Regions from separate parts of the Arachis hypogaea genome. Here regions 1 and 2 are each linked to region 3. Evidence: chromatin contacts called from public Hi-C data. All regions are on one chromosome and are shown on one strand. The core of a region is the stretch at or near the end of the contact, and the rest is flanking DNA. Distances in the headings are between cores, read along the strand shown. Region 1 holds the start of LOC112741774. Region 2 holds the start of LOC112741765 (dolichyl-diphosphooligosaccharide--protein glycosyltransferase subunit 4A). Region 3 holds the start of LOC140176850.

Region 1 (4,269 bases), core at 1,702-4,201, 410 kb after region 3:
CTAGGGGTGAGATGGCGTCGACAATTGGCGGATGGGGCCGACTGCAAAAGATGAAGCTGCCAAACCGGTGAAGTAGCAAGGAGGAAGCGACTAGTTGGGCCACTGGGGGAGGAGGTGACACTGGGGAATCGCAAGCAACTGTGGAAGATGAGATTGGGCGATGAACGTGAGTCAAAAAAGAAACGGGGGAGGCGACAGGCGAGACTGTGGTACAGAAAAAGAAAGGGGGGGTAAGGCGTCACGACGACGAGCTACGAGGAATATGAAGAAGATTGGTCAACCGTGTGAGGACTAAGGAAGAAGATGATTCTATCTCTCGTAATTGTTGGAGTGAGCCTGACTCAAAAAATTCTAATATAAAAGGATATATATAAATTAATTTTTCATATTCTATATATATTCCAAACCGGATAGATCTAAAATCTAATATTGTCTCGCTCTGCCAAAGATTTTGTCCCAATAAAAAATCTGTCCTACACTGAATCGGGTAATTATTCACCCCACAGGATAGTAACAAGTTGGATATTCGTAAGTTTGGATTGTCTTGCTACTCTTAAATAATGAGATATTATATTTGACAAAAAATAATGGAGAATTTATTTTCGGACGAAAAGATACATAAATATTTTAAAAGGTCAATTAAATTAAATTAATTTGCAATGTATTTGTTGTGTTTATTAAAATATAAATTAAAAAAATCATTAATAATATTAAAATGTTCCTTAAAACACAGGTCACTTAAATCCTATAAATAAAAGCAACTACAAATATCGCCACTCTAATATTCTAGCTTGGCCTTAACCAAAGAAAGGCAACTTCATATTACCGGGCCACAAGAAGACAACATATTTCTTTCTTTCTGTATGAGAATAGTGGTGGACAAGTTAGAATTGAATACCTCAATAGATAGGAAAATAATGAATTTTCATAAATATCTTTTAGTTTTAAAATATAAAAGATTTACATCACTCAAATAAATAAACATCGGACTTCTGCAGGTGTAATATTTAAGAATTCAAAAGTAATATTTTTATATTTTTATTCATTTAATGTTATTTAAATTTCATCTTTTGAATAAACATATATGCCTCTTCTTCGTAAAAGTATTTTGGACATATATCAAATAAAGTAATCATCAAAACTAACTGCATTATATATTTTTTATTAATATTTATTCAAAAGAATAAATAAAAATTAATTTGTAATTAGTTAATATGAACAAACTTTTTTTTAATGTAAAGTTTTTTTAATCTTTATTTTTTTGAAATTTTAATATTTAGAGTTAGAATTGAGAATTTAAAGTGGCTAATAATAATAATTGACCAGTGATAACAAAAATGAAATTGTAATATTGAAAAGTAAAAAATAACAAAATAAAAAATTATAAATAAAAATATAAAAATATCATCTTAAAAATAATTGGCTGAAATTAATACTTTTGGCTGATGAAATATTATTTTCTTATAAGATTATATTAACAAAATATAAGTTTGACTAGTAAAATGTGTATGTATTTTAATTATATAATTTGTATATTAAAATTAATTACTAAATTAACTATTTGTATATAATATATATTAAAATATAAAATAAATTAAAAATATGTGAAATAATATATTTATATATATGATTAATTTAATAATTAATTTTTTATAATATAATATTTTTTATTAGAAACATAATAAAATTAAACTTTATTCAAAAAGCAAAAGTTACTTGTAATTATGTAACAATTATATAAAATAAGAGAAATGTGTATTATTTATATACAAGATAGGCTCCACATAACATACACAAATTACACGTCCTTTTCTATTTGATATTGTTTCATGTATAATTGTCAAAACTAATTGTTTATGGGAACATTTTTTATTTAAAAAAAAAACATCTTTACACAAAAATATTTTGTGTATACCACAAAATTAGTAATCAAACAACGAAAATCTATTTTTCGTTTATCATCAACTTAATTCAAATTATAATAAAAATAAATTCCATATTTATAATAAAACATTTATATCCACTGATCAAGGAGTAGTGTTCGGATAGCACTCTAAAAACTATTTTTGTAATGGACTTAGCTAATTTGTTATCTATGACTACATTTTAAAAATAAGAAAAAATTCGAAGACCAATAACTTTAATTTGTTTAATATTTTTAATAAAAAATCCAACACTTTTAATTTAATAATTTAATATTATAATTGTTAATTAATAATTTTGGATATTGCTAGCCTTATAGTATTATTCTTAGATATATAATAATAAAATTTTCTTACAATCTTTTATGTATTTAATATATTAAAAATGTAAAATTATTAGTAAATATTTTGAGTTAAGTTTTACTTTAGTCTCTGAGATTGGCGAATTGTATCGATTTGGTTCCTGACTTTTTAATTTCTACAATTTGGTCTTCCAAATTAAAAAAGTGCACCAATATAGTCCATCTTCAATGCTGCTAGTGAGATAACTTAAGTCTTCCTGTGTTGAACATATTAAAATGATGTTGTACACATTTTGACGCTAAAACAGCACTAAATAATATCATTTCAGGATTTGAACAATATTAAAAGGGAGGCGTATAACGTTTTAGCATTCATTCAAACCCTCAAACGACGTTATTTAGTATCTTCTTTAGCGCAAAATATATACCACATCGTTTTAATATATCTAGAGTGACAAGGCTTGAGCTATGCTACTAACTATGTTGAGTTTTTGGCCACAGAAAATACACAAAAGACTATATTAATGTATTTTTTTAATCTAAAGAATTAAATTGTGACAATTAAAAAATAAGAGACCAAATCACTACAACTTGCCAAAAATAAAAATGGGGTTTAACTCTAAATATTTCTTTTTATAATATTCTAAAAATGTGTTTTCAAAAATTACAAGAAATTAAATAATATGAAAAAGAATAATAATAAAATTTTAAGGAGAGAGAGACACTGAATAAAGGTAAGATGAGTAGTGAGTTAAGGATACACCGTCACCGTAAGCAAACGGTGGTCCAAAAAAGTGGTGGTATCCAGTGCAGGCATTAACCTGCGAGCCCGTCCTTTTAATGAGACGCTCACTGACGCCCTTTCTTCTCTCTCTTTCCGCTCAAGTCTCATCTCCTTTTCCACTTGATCACTTATCACCACTCACTACTTCCCTTTTCTTTTTCTCTCTTTGTAGATTTTATGTTGCTCTTCTTCTTCTCCTTCTTCGTTCACTTTTGACGAGTCTAACCAAGAAGTAGAAAATTAGGGTTCTTATTTTCCGCCCACGTAAATATTAAAATAATATTATTCTGATTAAGAAAAAAAGAAAGAAAATAGGGGAAAATATTGTGGGAGAGAGTGGTTGTTGACAACATGGTTGTCGATGATATGGTGAAGAGCATCATCGTCGGCTACGGAGGTTACTCTTCTTCTTCTCGATTCTCCGATGCTTATCCCAAAAGGTAAACCCTTTTGACCATCTCTCTCTTCTTCTTCGGTCTTTTCTCTCTCGCTCGCCTTTTCAATTTCTAGTTTTCATGGATTTGATGGTTTTGATTCAGTGCTTTTCACCTGATTTTGGAGGATTTATGGAGATGCGTGCAATATTAGGGTTAGATAATTTAATTCTCCTATAGCGTTTTCCTAAAATCTCTTCCTCTCTCGCTGAGATTGAAGAGATACATAAGTATAGAAGATATATTTGTGTTCACTCTGTTTATTTTATTAGATATATGTTCAAATTATTTATTTATTCTTAAGGAAGAAGGAAAAGGAAAGGGAAAAAATTACAGAATTTTTTATTTGTTTTGTTGGATAGGTTGGATTTGTTGATTTTTTTTTCCATTTTCTGTCAATTCAATTTTTATAAATCTAGGGTTTTGATGGAGGGGAGATATAGTGGGGATTGATATGATGAAGGTGTTTATGAGGTTGTTTTGTTGAATTTGTTTTTGGGAATGGCAAAAATGAACACAACACCAGCAATAGAACTCATCAGGGAAATGATGAGGTAGCATGGGCGATTCTTCTTGTCTCGTTTCTTTGTCAATGGAGAATCACCACCCCTCAACGCTCTTGTCAATGGACTCAAGTGCATCTTCTCACGAGGAACTCGATTTGGAGATGAATCGCCAAATCATACTCTCACGCCCGCCGGATATCAACCTGCCCCTCTCCGCCGAGCGCAGCCCACCCCCACCCTCATGGAACTCTGATCCCTGCGATATCTTGGATGTCAGTCTTGGCACGCAAGGGTACGAGACAGAGAGCTTTCTTAATGTGC
Region 2 (4,304 bases), core at 864-3,363, 490 kb after region 3:
TAACTCGAAATTGTCCAATATTTTTATTGGAAAATTTATTATTACTCCATCGAAGATGTGATTATAACCCTTTGAAGTATTATAACTCTTTCATTCCATCCAAAATCAAAACTCACATACATATATGATACATACCTTTCATAATTCAAATTCAGTCTAATGCATGCATTATTGAGATGCTTAGTCTCTATGATTTATGGTACATGTCTTTAACTTTTTCTAGCACATTCAGTGAATCATCATGACTCAAGACACTCAAAAATTAGTAGATGAGGTGATATCAATGATATCCTTAAAGGCCAACAGAATCTTTATTGGAATTTGATTGATGTGAGACACAAACAAGATCTAGACTCAGGTAAAAACTACTAAGATTTTATGATCCCACAAATCATGCAAACTTTAACAAAATCAATTGTAAGATCAAAGATTAACTAACCAACCATGCAAAACAAGTATAAAATACATATTGAAATACAAAATACACATTGAAAACAAGTTAAATAAATATATATTTATACACAAATATTTTTGTGACTAATTTTTGAAATGTACGCAGCATTTTTGTTAACCAAAACATACTGAGAACAAAATTTCCTGATATAACTATAGGAAAGCTATAGTGTGCAGAACATGCAAATGTTGCAAGAAAATACTAAACTTTAAATTATAAATATCATAATATGATGATAACAACGACCGAGTCTTATCCTCTAGGAACGAATGGCTATAAAGATCAAATGATATCATAATATCATATTGTAAATATATGGAATAATTAATGTACAATAGTGCAGACACCTTCAGTGGGAAGAGATCCTCTCTATTTAATTTTTACTTGACAATGTAAAGTTTGATCTCTCAATAAAAAATCTCTATAAAATTCATGGTAAAATATCACACGTAATATTGTCAAGTGAAAACTAAATTAAGAAGATCTATTCCCATTTCTGGGTGAGTCTGTGCCTCCATGCCCAACCACAAACACATCTGCATGTTTTCTTCCTCATCTTATTCTCCTCTTTAATTACTCCCTCAACTAAGATCCCCCTTCTATCTCTAGAACTAGAAGACACCTTCTCCACTTCCCTCTCCTAAACAAAATTTGAAACTCCATTGTGTTCCATATTCCAAAACCCTTTATTACTTTGCACATGACCTGCTGTGTTTCACTTTATTTTTATTAACTACAGAACAACATGCTTAGTGAGACTATGGGAGGCATACCAAAGCTAAAGGATGTGCCTTACTATTTAACTAATAACTAGTGGACTGCATATAGTATAAAAGCATTCTATTTTCCAATTGAAGAAAATTAATTCAGCTCCATTATGTGATATGTGTACTGCCACAAAGTTCTAAGACTTCTGATCTCATAATAAAAGAGAAAAAATAAACCAAAATAATGTAAAAAATAAAAAAAATAAACACTAAACGAAACATCAAAAACTCTTAATGAAGAAACTTATATAAATCTCTAGTGTAACATTCACGGCATTTGACAAACATCACATAATGAGGTGCCAACTTAACATAAGACTAAACTAAACTACTTTTTCCAATTTTAAAATCAGTTATCAAACTATAAAGGATAAATCTTATTAGGCTTCAAGAACACTTGAGTAAAATAGGAAACAGAACTTATGTATATCGCTAAAGCCAATTACTGGGGAAAGCTTTACCCTAAATTTGTTTATCAATATTATATTGCTCAAGCCATTATTGCACCAAATTCAGTAGCAGTGGAGCACATAATCTAGCAAATTCATCTACCACGGTTTCATTATCTTCTTTTATGATTTATGAAAGTTTCTTACTTGCAGAAACCTTGGAAGCTCAGATATATATAACAAAAATTGTAGTGTCAATGAAGTCTTTGATAAGATATAGCAGTAAGCTCACATCACATGCTCAAAATGAAGTTCATTTCTATATCAACTTAACTTCCATTAGAAAAATAGCTAAGTCTACAACATGAAAATCACAACCACACAGTACCCTAGTTCCCTTCATACTTTGGATCAGCCATAACAAAATGGTAAGCTATCACCAATACAAAGATGAAGATGCCAAGGAAATTGGCAAAGAAACCCAGATCTTGATCATCAATCATCTGTAGCAGGAAGCAAAAACAAATTCATGTCATTACCATGGTTTTGGGCATCAAAATAGATATCTTATTCTTTTCCAACTGAAAGCACGTACAATTTGAACTGTGAATCTCTTATAGTGAACACTGAATTAAGGAAAAATTTAATTAATATTGATTCCTAAAACATGATCATATGGACCCCATCGATATATCAGAATTCAGAAATTAGAATCTTCTAACCTAACAAATCACACTAAATTATAACAAAATCAGAAAGCAGGTTGTTGCTTAGCAGTTTAAATCTACAATGCTCACGAACATTACAATAGAATAAAATGATATTGTTTATGACATTCACATCTTCAGGCTTCAACCTAAATCACATTTGTGAAAAAAATCATTCTAATTAGTGTTTCATATGATTAATTAATCAAGAAATTGGCGCTAATTCTCTAACTACACATAACTCCATAACCAAAAAAAAAATCAAGAACAAAAAATCAGCTTACAAATTTGTGGCTCTTCGTTAATAAATTCCAAAAAGCAAAAAAGAAATCAAAAATAAAATCAAAGGAAGAAACGGTAACAAGTAACAAAACCAGATCTGAAACTTAATAGAGAAGCATAAAGCCAGAATGAATATTGGGATTCGGAATCGGCAATGTCAAAGACTAAAGAGGCTGAGTTTAATTGAAAACGAAAATTGGGGATAAGGTCACAGAGAAGAGAAGACGTTGAAAATGAGAGGTAACCTTAGGATGCTGCAGATGGCTTCGGTCTCACTGTGTTGTGCTTCGTCAGTGTGTGCCAAACCCTGGTACCTTCTGTTAAGTGTTAACCCCAAAAACTCAATAATACCAATTACCAAACACGGAAATAAGGGCTTGTTTGGATGAGCTTTTAAGAAAAGGTCTTTTTTTAAGTTATTTTTTTTTAAAAGATCTTATAAAGAAGTAAAAGTAATTTTATGTTTGGATATCTCATGTAAAAAGGTCTTTTTATTTATCAATTATGTTTGGGTATAATAATATAAAAGTATTTTTTTGTTTATTTATTACATGAAAAACATCTTTTTTTCTTAAAAAAAAGATGTAAATTACAGCTTCTAGAAAAAGATCTTTTTTTTTATTTTACTAGTGCTTTTACTTTTACTATTAGAAATTTGTCAAACACATTAAAAAATAAAAAAAGATCCTTTTTCATTGAAAAAAGATTTTTTTGAACAAAATAATGGCGCCCAAACATGCACTAAGACGACTAAATCGCATTAGCCTCTCATATGTTTTATTTTTTAAAGGAAAAAAATATAACACTTTTTAAAAAATATGTGTATTAATTTTTGAAGTGTTTGGATATAATTTGAGGGAAAAATCATTTAATTAGAAGAGATAATTTATTTGTCTTTCTTTTAAGAAGAAAAAAAACTTTTCCTATTATAATAATAATAATAATAATAATAATAATAATAATAATAATAATAATTATTATTATTATTATTATTATTATTATTATTATTATTATTAATTAAAAAAGATTACGATTTATATCAAAAAAAAAGATAAGAATATCAATAAAATTGTCCATAATAGACTTTTGCTAATTATTTTATTATTGATATCGCTGTTATAACTTTTGCTAATTTACCTTATTTTATTATTGATATGACTGTTATAACTCAATCAAAATGTTACTCGGTACATTATAATTCGATTTCGTGAGTTATAATTCAGTCTCGCACACTAAAACGTATATCATAACATCCTGATATGATATTACTCTTCTTTAATATAATTAATCTCTAAAGCATAACTGTTAATATCTCACCTCGCATATAAAGGAGGTAAGACGTTTTATCAAGGAGATAACTTTTTACTCACACATTGACTGATTTAAGAATCGAAGTGCCTTTTGTAGGTACTTTTTTTCTTTATTCTTTCTGCACCAAGGCATATCTCTTCCCAGACAAGAAGCTCAGAGTTGAGACAAGAAGCTCGGAGTTAACTGTTAAGAGGACGAGCTATACCCAATCAATCCACACAAGAACACTTAGCACCCACAGTGGTGTAACAACCCGAATTTTTATGTCAACACAATGTTTTTCGAAAAATTTTATTCTCAGCAATTAGTTTTATTTCGATGAGTCTATTCGGAGTTTCGAAGTAAAATAAATGATAATATAATTTTATTATTATGTTACTAATTTATCTTACAT
Region 3 (4,358 bases), core at 1,320-3,819:
AAAAACCTCCATGCAATAGCAATCATATATATTTCGAAAGAAAATACTGCAAAGAGGACACTTACCTGATAGTTGACGCATCTCCGGAATATTCTTTTAAGATTCTCTGATGTAGAGGATGTTCGCAACACTGGTCTCTCCCCACAAAAATACGTTTTCCTTCTCCTACAAGTCTTGCTGCTGCTACGCGAACCTTGAGAAGACGATAGAAGAGCCATTCTCAGAAGATGATAAACAACAACATTGTGGGTTTAGGTTTTACTACTTATTGGACCCTAATTTCTTTTCTTTCTCTTTTTTTATCTTGCTTCCAATGGTTAACTCGAGCATGTGTATAGGTTGGCCACGTCGGACATGCCGTTACCAATTTCACTCTAACTTAACGACAAAACTTGATTGATACTAATCAAAACTATTTTGAACGTAAATAGAATACTTTAAACGTTAGAGATTAAAATAGAATTTACCCTAAATATAAGGAATCAATTTAGTACTTTACCCAACAATAAATTTTTAAATTACATATAATTTTTAATAATAGAAAAACTCTCTGAGATACCCGAAGCTAACTAAATTAACACAAAATATGAAACTTTTTTTTCTGTCAAAACAAAATATGAAATTTATAAGTTGCCATTCAATTGTTTTCAAAAAGATTCATACAAAAACTAATATTTAACCTTAGTATAGGGTCAGTATATTTTGTAATTTATAGTTATCAATTAGTTATTATTAGTATTTTTAATGGTGCAAAATTATATCTAATAATATAGAATTATACATTTTTTTATAATTAAATATTGGCTAAATTTTAATAAAAGTGTTGGCGTAAGACTTTCTCAATATTTAATTTGGTAACCTGCTTTTTTTTTTTTTTTGGGACACGGTTACTTGGTTTACAAATTTAGTGTAGCTTAGCGCTCTTCTCGTAGTTTTAGACTGGGCCTTCGTTAAGATTGGTCCAATCTCCACAGAATAGTGTTATATGGAATTATAACCACACGAAAATAATAAGGGGGAAACCCAATAGATGAGGCTTTAACCATTTTGACCCAAGAAAAAAATTCACCGTCTTGAGCCATTTACCACAAAACAAAAACTCTCGTATGCCCAAAGTAGAACGAAACATTTGACGGCCCCCTACTCCATTAAGTATACATTTTCAGACCAAAAAAAAAATAATAATAACTATAACAAATGTTACCAAAAAATAATAATAACTATAGCAATAATAGCAACTGTACATTTATCACTTTTTTCCTTTTATTGAGATTCCCAAATTCAAATATCTGGCTTTGGAATTAAATTTAGTCCAGTGCCATCTTATCTTATGTATATATCGTAAAATAATCTCATTTAGATACAATTTTTTGATGAAGTAATTTTAAAATTAAAGAAAGGTAAAATATCATGCCAACTTAAAATTAATTTTATTAGCGAATTTTATGATCAAAATTTTTATTCAAATAATAACTAATGTTTTTGGGTCATGAAATAATAACTAATTTAAAATACATTTGTATACTCATCGATAGTGCTCCAAAAACAATTAGACCAAAAGAACTGTGCTACATGTAATGTAGGCCTAATAGATGAGGCCTCACATACACCTAGTTCAACAAGGGCTCAATTAAAAAATATCTGACTTTTGGTCCATGCATGTAGAATCTAACCAGTCACACCAGCCTTGCAGGATAGGTTGGTTAAGGTCCAGACATGATCCACCCTGTCCAAAAAAAAAAAGATATCATCCACACATGGCCGATCTGGCTTGTTAAGCAAGTTACCTCCAAGCACACAAGGCCTTGGTTTAATGATGGGTCTAATGGTCATCATATATGCCTTGCAGCAAGTGTACTCGGGTTTGAGATTTGGCTAGACCAAGTAGTGAATGATCCAAATCCTAATAATCTTTAAGTATTAAGATTTGAATTCTCTAAATTTTGAATTTCATTTTAGAAAGTAAAATGTGATTTTTAATCATTTATTTTATAAGTGGGACAAAAAAAAAATATGAGAGAGAAATCAGTTAAGGGTAAGAGATCATACTTTATTTTTTAAAATAAAAATTCAAAATTTAGAGGATCCAAATTCTAAGTATTATACGTGTGAGTATAGTGTGGGTGAATTTGTAACGTTTAAAATAAGAGATTGTCTAATCTATTTAACAAAAAAAAAAAGTAATCTCAAAGTTCTCAATGCAAGAATCTCATCCCGGCCTAAGCAAGATTTTCACAAGACATGATTATTATTTTTTAGACTTAATCCTCAAGTAAGATAAAACTCTAGTGACTACTTAACCTTCAAATTACTAACTTAGATATCATAGTATATTAACAACATGTAAATAATCCATAATCTAACTTAACCTAAGTTTTGTCTAATCTAATAAAAAAGAAATTCACAATTAGACCTTTTTGAAAATTTTTATTAATTAATAGGCCATTTTTAAGCTCATTAAAAAGTCCAATTAATTTTGAAAACCTCAAGTCGTGGAATGTAAGGGGGTTGAGGGGGGATGGAAAGTTGAGAATGGTAAAGGACCTAAGGAATAAACATAGACTACAAATGTTAGGTTTGATCGAAACTAAAAGGCAGATAGTGACGAGATTTGATGTTGCCAGAATTTGGGGACAAGGTAGTCCAGGTTGGGAATATGTAGGGTCTGACGGGGCGTCTGGTGGACTACTGCTAATGTGGGATGAGGAGATGTTCAGATTAAATAACTGTTATAAGGGAGAGAGGTGGTTGTGTGTTGAGGGAGTTATTTTAAAAAGTAGCTTCAACTGTGCGTTTGTCTTGGTCTATGGTGCACATGATAGAGATGAGAAGATTCAGGTATGGGAGGAGCTGAGTTATATAGCGGGGTTATGTCAGGTTCCGTGCTGTTTTATGGGAGATTTCAATGAAATAGTACATATAGAGGAACGAAGAGGCACTACTGGGCTGACACGGTCTGCGGAAGATTTTAAGCTTTGGATACAGGACATGAACTTAGTGGACTTGCCGCTCACTGATCGGAAGTTTACATGGTTTCGAGGATGTTCATGCAGTCGCATAGATAGAGTATTGGTTAGCTTGGAGTGGTTAGAAGAGTACCCAGAGGCACACATGAGAGGTGGACCAAGGGGTTTGTCAGATCATTGCCCGCTAATAGTGGAGGGTAGGAGGCTGAGAGGTGGTCCCAGGCTGTTCCGGAGCCTTGATTCATGGTTTACACATGAGGGATTTCGCAGAATGGTGAAGGAGGAATGGAGAGGATTGGGAGAGCTACAATTCATAGATAAATTGAAGGCGCTGACAGAACCACTGACAAGATGGAATAAGGCAAATTTTGGTGACATGGATAACAAGATTATAAAGTTTGAGGAAGAGATCAAGAGGATTGATGATATGGTCAGCAATGGAGTATATGATGGAACATTGGAGGCTAGAAGAAAGGCATTGGTTAAGTGCTGTGAGCGATGGTATGTGAGGAAAGAAGTACATTGGAAGTAGATGTCGCGGTCTAGACACGTGAATGATATGGACAGAAATACAAGATACTTCCACAATATAGCTTCAGCTAGAAGGCGGAACAATAGGATTGATAATCTGGTTATCAACGGTAGGTTGGTTCGGAATCAGGCTAGAATAAAGGTTGCTATCAGAGAGTTTTATAAGGACTTATACCATCAGGAAGACTCTCCTATGATGGGGTTCAGGGATGGCCTGGTGGTTCGAATAGGTGAGGAGGATGCTATGGCTCTAGAAGTGATACCCTCGCCAGAGGAAATCAGAGAGGCCGTCTGGGACTGTGAGTCCTCCAAAGCGCCAGGGTGTGACGGATACAACATGAACTTCATCAAGCGATGTTGGGATGAGATTGGCCCTGAATTCACAGCTGCAGTGATGGGGTTTTTCCAGACGGCCAGGTTGCCGAAGGATGCCAATATCACTTGGGTGGCGTTGGCACCTAAATTCATAGGTGCGAAGGAGATTAAAGACTTGCGACCTATCAGTATGGTGGGGTGTGTGTATAAGGTTATCTCAAAGGTGCTAGTTAGGAGGATGAGGTCAGTGATGCCAGCATTGGTAGGAGAGACTCAGAGTGCGTTTGTACAGGGAAGGAAAATCTATGATGGGGCGCTTATTGCGTGTGAAACAGTCAGTTGGCTTAAACTGAGGAAAAAAGAGGCTGCCCTAATTAAGCTTGACTTCCAAAAAGCATATGACAGGGTTAAGTGGAGCTTTGTAAACATTGTTCTGCAGAAGATGGGTTTTGGGCATACATGGAGAGCATGGGTGATGGAGTGTGTAGCCACTGCGTCTATGTCGGTACTGATAAAATGGATCGCCATCTAAGCCTTTCAATATGG

Evidence for each region. Hi-C and Micro-C count contacts between places; a contact is called where the count stands out from the background.
Region 1: a contact with region 3 is called in a Hi-C map of an unstated tissue, with 5 times the contacts expected there. The contact joins the promoter of LOC112741774 here to the promoter of LOC140176850 in region 3. A contact is called at or near these places in 4 of 8 Hi-C or Micro-C datasets (leaf and an unstated tissue).
Region 2: a Hi-C map of leaf shows a contact between it and region 3, with 2.3 times the contacts expected there. The contact joins the promoter of LOC112741765 here to the promoter of LOC140176850 in region 3. A contact is called at or near these places in 2 of 8 Hi-C or Micro-C datasets (leaf and an unstated tissue).

What each region holds. Positions count from the first base shown.
Region 1 is chr2:24,227,846-24,232,114 of arahy.Tifrunner.gnm2.J5K5, reverse strand. It overlaps LOC112741774, which reads left to right and starts at 2,951. Exons shown (of 2, transcript XM_025790877.3): 1 at 2,951-3,448; 2 at 3,862-4,269. The coding sequence starts at 4,002.
Region 2 is chr2:24,152,082-24,156,385 of arahy.Tifrunner.gnm2.J5K5, reverse strand. LOC112741765 (dolichyl-diphosphooligosaccharide--protein glycosyltransferase subunit 4A) reads right to left here and starts at 2,113. Exons shown (of 1, transcript XM_025790867.3): 1 at 1,857-2,113. The coding sequence starts at 2,113. The coding sequence ends at 2,000.
Region 3 is chr2:24,640,462-24,644,819 of arahy.Tifrunner.gnm2.J5K5, reverse strand. LOC140176850 reads left to right here and starts at 2,569. Exons shown (of 1, transcript XM_072208404.1): 1 at 2,569-3,498. The coding sequence starts at 2,569. The coding sequence ends at 3,498.